2 separate regions of the Gasterosteus aculeatus genome follow, and region 2 is linked to region 1. The links are chromatin contacts, called in public Hi-C maps. All regions are on one chromosome and are shown on one strand. Each heading gives the region's core, a stretch centred on a gene start, on an enhancer-like site or on the middle of the called end of the contact. The rest is flanking DNA. Distances are from core to core; before and after follow the strand shown. Region 1 holds the start of triob (trio Rho guanine nucleotide exchange factor b). Region 2 overlaps triob (trio Rho guanine nucleotide exchange factor b).

Region 1 (3,084 bases), core at 145-2,644:
AAGCATTAAGCAAGCATATCTGTCTCTGGGCTCTAGCAGCTCTATGGACGGCCAAGAAGAGAGAGCACCCCGCTTGTGAACAACTGAGTAACCACGTGATTATGTGAACCAAATCATGTGAACATGTCAGATAAATAAAAAATAATGTATGATCCTTCCGGTCAAATGCAGGGAAATATATTGTTTTCACTGCTTGTTTGTACAGAAATTAAGTACATTTTATTGCTATTTTCATTAAAGAAAAGAAAGAAAACAAAAGAAAAAAGACTCAAGTGGGAAAAAACATGTACTTATTTTAGAAAGAATATCGAATATTTAAGTTTTATATATTATAATGCAGTTAATTCAAAACATGAAAAGGTACGACCCACTTGGGAATGGGGGGACTTCAATGTTCCTGGATTATCAAAGGGCTCAACAGAGAACGTTTGGGAACCACTGAGCTAACCGATCAACTACCTTAATAAAGTACTAAAATGTCGATGTACATGTTGGATTAACTTCACTTACTCGCGTTGAATCCCCAGTGACTCTGCCTGTGTTCTAGTCTCTTTTTTTTTTTTACAAAGCGCGTCAGGAAACAGCAGCCGCGCTTAATTAATTAATTCCACGTGCGCCTGCTGGCGGCGCAGCTGCATCCATCCGACCTGGAACGAAACCCGCACAAACAGATTCGGCACAGTTCCGTGCCAAAATTATCCATGAGGAAGAACGTCTGAGCACCGATGTGATCGAGGACATGTTTGTTTATTTTTTGGGGCTTATTTAGTGAAGTTCACGGTTCGATGTGTAAGACCCCCCCCCTTCTCTCCCCCCTAGATGGCGCCAGTGCACCGCTCCTCGTTTAAGGCGCTCGGGCGCAGCTGTCGGTGAGAACTGGGTTAGATTTGTGGGGCAAATGACCTCATACTGTAGCATCATCTTCGTCACTAGGAGATGAAGAGCAAAATGAAACAGCCCCTGCCATCCTCTTATCCGCTGCAGCGCGATTAGTCCCACGCGCAGAGGAAATATCACACCGGTGAACAACGTGCAATCATCTTATGAAACTAAATAACGCAACAGCAGAAGTCGGTGACCTCGTGGGGATAATAAAGCCACGTTCTCACGTGAATCGGGCTCCGGGCCTCGGTGACACGGTTCGATGTGAGAACTGCTCCACCACCACTACTGGTACTACGACCAAAAGAAAAAAAAGCATGCAGATGTTGTTGTGACATGACATCTGGGCTTCGGCTCCTCGGCCACACAGCCGTGAAGAATGACTCCCACGCAAGCACCGCAGTGAGGGACGATGGGGGGGAGGGATGGGAGGGGGGTGCTGCTGCTGTGCTGTGGCGCACGACACATTTGGGTGGCGCACAATGCACCAAAACCCCCCGAAACGGAATCCCAGGATATCCCACCCCCCACCCACCACTCGAGACGGAATAACCCTCCTCCCTCAGACCGCCTCCCTTCCTCTGTTACCTCTGCCTTTACCCACCCACCCCCTCCCTCCCCCATGCCTCCTCCTCACCCTCCCTCACGTCCCGACTCGGGAGCGCCGCCGATCGGTCGCCAGGATTTTCCCTTCTCGGCCAAAATGGAGGAGGAGGTCTCTCGCTTAATGAAGAGAGCGCCGATTGTATGACCGGATCTGCTTCAATGAAAGGCGTCAGGATCCGCCTTTGCCGATAAATAATTGTTGCAACAATAAAGCCAAAAAACAACAACCCAAGTGAGGATAACCATCGCTGTCTCCGCGCGAGCGACCGCAGCCATGAGCGCAGCGGAGGGACTGGATGAAGCTGCGAAGGACGCAGCAGACATAGCGGCGTTTTTCAAATCTGGTAAGTCGGGGAAGGGGCGAGTCCGGCTCCCGGGATCTGTCGGTGTGATCTTTTTTTTGGGGGGGGGGTCTGCCACATTGCTGCCAGATATAAAGGATAAAAGCATGGACGGGTTTCAGGGGCGAGTTGTGGGCGTCGGAGGTGCTGGGCAATGCGCACATCTTAGTAGTTATTTAGCACATTTGTGTCTACTGACTTGTCATCTTGCAGCATTTGATGACAGCAGCTCACATAACACCTCCTGCAGAACACGTTTTCATTATTAGGGGCTGTGGTCACATTTCATGTGGGTGCCACTATGACACAAGGTACGGAGCATTACTGTCTCTTCGCGCTTTACTAGTGTTTCGTCGTTACAGGATGTTATCTCTCACGAAACCATTGGCTGCGGGTCGCACATTTTATGAATGGTTTTCAATTCCTAGAGATGTGTGGATGGAGGAGTCCTGAAATCGGACATGGGGTCATGCACCAGCCGCCTAACCCAGGTGCGCGCATGCATAGGGGCTAGGCCATGGATGCACGTATGGGCAAGTACGTTGCACTGAACGCACTGGGCCCGTGTGATATGATCAGGCATCGTGCTAACAAATAAGGATCGGCCTGCTTATCTTATCACTCCAAAACATAAGCCACTTATCGAAAGGGGCTACTGCTACTACTGCCCGATATCAGCCAAATAATAACGCACTGGGATTTTGTCACGTACTTTGTTGCTTGTGAGAAACGTTATTATCTAATGTTGTGTCATTGTTATTAATTTGCATACATGAGCATAATAATCTTATACTTGGTGTAGTCACCTTCTGACTTTGTGTTATTCTGCTTTTTAAATGCCGTTCTTAAGGGAAAAGTGTGTTTTTGCCCTGATATTGGTACATCTTACTCGGGCACATCTCAAGATGGTTCCCATCAGCGAGTGGCGTATGTTATGATTTTATTTTTTAACCTACATAACATCTCTAGGAGTGTGAAAACATGGCTTTCCAGCGTTATATTTTAAGATAAGATACTGTTTCCTCTCTCTAGCTAAAGCCGTGTGGATGTGGATAATAACTCACCATCAAGCCCCTGGTTCTAACATTTCAACATTAGAGGGGGACCACCTCTGATACAGCAGCTGTCTCTTGCCCTCTCTCTCTCTCTCTCAGCTGTTTCTCTCATGACACCTGGTGTCCGGGGGTCTGCTGTTCACCGTCAATGCAGGAACACACACAGACAACATGTCCACCTAAGTGCACATGAGGAAAAT
Region 2 (3,026 bases), core at 103-2,602, 42 kb after region 1:
GACCCCTATTTCCCCAAATAGTTTTGCCCAAAGCTAAAGTTACGCTACAAATCATTAATGAGGAGCTGAAAAGGTCCAGAATCTTTCCCAGAACTGTGTAAATGTGTTCAATTGTGATTATATTTCATGTCAAAACACGCACACGGACACATAAATAATAATAACGTCACTCATTAGGAAAAACAAACCACCAAACTTGAGGAGCACTCGGGCGCAGGGTTGAGGTTCATCTGACGCTTTTATTGTCCAACAAAAAACACAGGGAAGTCCCTGGGAACAAAAAACCTCTCCGAAGAGAGATGAAATGCTCTGGCAAAACTGAGCAAGCTGAATAGTTACCAAAAGGAAAAACAACATCTCTCTTACAGAGAAAATAACAAAACAATCAATCAAAAAAAGGCTCTAAACTAAATCAAGGAGCTGTGGAGTCACAAGGCCAACTAAGGAGACGACAAGGTGGCTACGTACGAACAAAACTGTGACCTGGACTTGATTCCTTCCTGGGGCGGGTGTGCAAGGCGAAAGGACACGACACCCTGGCACAGGACAAGGGGAGACGCAGACTATAAGTACACATGAGGGAAGTGTGGGAACAGGTGGACACGATCGGGAATCAGGGGAAGAGAATCAGACAGGTGACACGTGAGGAAGGGCAAGGAACCTGAGACGAAAGGAGAGTTCATTTCCAAAATAAAACAGGAAGTCACAAAACAAACATGGAGACAGGACAAAAACCCGACATACAGGTGTGACACCAAACTTTTAGTTGCTTTAAACGTCAACACTAAATATGACTTATTATAAATGTTTCCGGTTGTTGCCAGCACATTGAGAGTAAGGTTGTGTGTGTTTGTCAGTATGCTGCTTTCCCTCCCTTGTGCAGTGCGTTTGGCCTTCTCTGTGGTAATGCCAATCATCCATGTAATTATTTTCAGTAGTAATTAAATATATATATATATATATATAAATATATATATTGTTATTAATTGAAAAAAAAATATATATATTTTTTTTTCAACAGGAACTACAAATAGCAGGGAATCATCAATTAGTTGGGGTACTAATTTCTTTACAACTCCCCTAATTCCTTTCAAAGTGTTGCAAGCCATACGCTACACATGTTTGACTGTCCAAATTAACCTCTCACTCACACTGACATGTCACTTTTGCTCGGCGTTTGTTAACACCACATCCTGTTTACACCGACTCGCCGCGACAGTCAGAGCCGTGGCGTTATTAATCAAGGTAGTCCTCAATGTCCATATGGGCAAATCTCCTTCATCCCATCTGTCAGCTCACACTGGTGCAAGTCGCTGCGTATGCGCGAGCCTTTGTGCGGCCGCGCGTGCCAGAGCCCGCTCGTCGTCATGTGCGCGTTGCGTGCACACGTGAATGTTTCCGCTCTCCTGCCCGTCACCTCTCGTAGTAGAGAAGCGCTTGGACGCAGTCCAGCGCGTTGAAAGGCAACGGACGGTTCCCCGCGGAGACGGAGCATGGACTACATTGCAAGCGAGGGGGATTCGTCTGCACTTGTGTTCATGAAGTGCGCAAATAAAATCACTCCAAACCAGCAGCAAGGCCCACACTGCTTCTCCTACCAAACGCTGACAACACAAGACCAGTCTGGCCTGAGACGGAGTCGATGGTAGTCACAATACCAAAAGTAAACATGTTGTTGAGTACGCAGTGTGGGTGTTAGACAAACCGTGGGTGCCAGCGTATCTTTCCTGCAGCCCGGATGGCGTGCCAGGGCGTTGTTACGCTCAGCCAATTCAGCCAGATGGCTAATCTGTCACAAAGGTGACCATTCACAAAACACCAGCTTTGAGCAGAGCTGGTTGGATTTCTATTTCAGTCCATTTCGTAAGCTTGTCCATCGATTCCTACATCTCACGAGGCTCTGTGAATCTGCCCCTCCCACCCCCCTTCCTTCAGCATGGGAACTTTGTTTTGTTTCTTTTCTCCTGGAGGTTGTCTCTACACGGTGCTGCATTTTAACTGGCTTGCCTTTGCTGTCAATCACCCGATAGCTGTGGACCTGGTTGGAGGAGCTTCAGAAGGAGCTGCTGGATGACGTGTACGCCGAGTCGGTGGAAGCTGTGCAGGACCTGATCAAGCGTTTTGGCCAGCAGCAGCAGACCACCCTGCAGGCCACTGTGAATGTCATCAAGGAGGGAGAGGATCTCATACAGCAGCTCAGGTGATCCTAATGAATACACGCTACACTAATCTGTATGTTAATCTGTATGTCAAGTTTTATATATCAGAATAGTTAAGAGTTACATCATTACAACAACATTCCTAACAATTCTGCAAACAACTTAGATTGACACAGACGAAAGAACGCAAAGCCCAGAGGCCTAAGTTGGTATTTAGTATGTGATCATTGGAAATGATGTATCGACATATCTCTGAGCCGAAATAGACTACGCCTGTAAATCTTCTACATTTCACCTCTCTCCACAGAGACTCGGCCATCTCCAGCAACAAGACTCCTCACAACAGCTCCATGGCCCACATCGAGAGTGTGCTGCAGCAGCTGGATGAAGCCCAGGGCCAGATGGAGGAGCTGTTCCAAGAAAGGAAGATCAAACTGGAGCTCTTCCTTCAGCTCCGCATCTTTGAGAGGGATGCCATTGACGTGAGTAGGCGGTAGATGGAAGCTTGGTGCACGATGAATATGTATTTTTTGCTCTATCCTCCAACGTTTGGGCAGAGAGTGAGAGCTCAAGTAGAGCGGGGGAAGATGGGGTTTGAGGATTGCAGCTGGTTAAGGGAAGAAGAATGAGAGGATGGTGGACGTGTGACATCTGGTGGGGGGGTAATTGGTGATGGAGCTTCACAAATGAGCATGAAAGACAGACAGGTTTAACAGAATTCATAAACATACATACAGGATGAAGGGGTGGATGAAAAGTAGAAATGAAGGTGTAAAGCAAAGCACAAAGGCGTTTATGGTTTATAAGGAATTCAGACAGAGTGACGGTGTCACGGTTACTGATACCGGAGTACGGGAGAACCCAAAT

The links. A called contact is a pair of places that touch in the nucleus more often than the background predicts.
Region 2: a contact with region 1 is called in a Hi-C map of skeletal muscle, with 11 times the contacts expected there. The contact joins the enhancer-like site here to the promoter of triob in region 1. A contact is called at or near these places in 5 of 6 Hi-C or Micro-C datasets (blood and trunk muscle, skeletal muscle, tail fin and 1 more).

The regions. Positions count from the first base shown.
Region 1 is chr20:13,639,503-13,642,586 of fGasAcu3.hap1.1, forward strand. It overlaps triob (trio Rho guanine nucleotide exchange factor b), which reads left to right and starts at 1,395. Exons shown (of 61, transcript XM_040166442.2): 1 at 1,395-1,832. The coding sequence starts at 1,763.
Region 2 is chr20:13,681,204-13,684,229 of fGasAcu3.hap1.1, forward strand. It overlaps triob (trio Rho guanine nucleotide exchange factor b), which reads left to right. Exons shown (of 61, transcript XM_040166442.2): 14 at 2,031-2,200; 15 at 2,467-2,641. Among protein-coding and RNA genes, the nearest start is that of triob, 42 kb to the left of the region's middle. Within about 2 kb of position 1,353, at least 5 of the 9 cell types and tissues checked have open chromatin away from gene starts, as enhancers often do.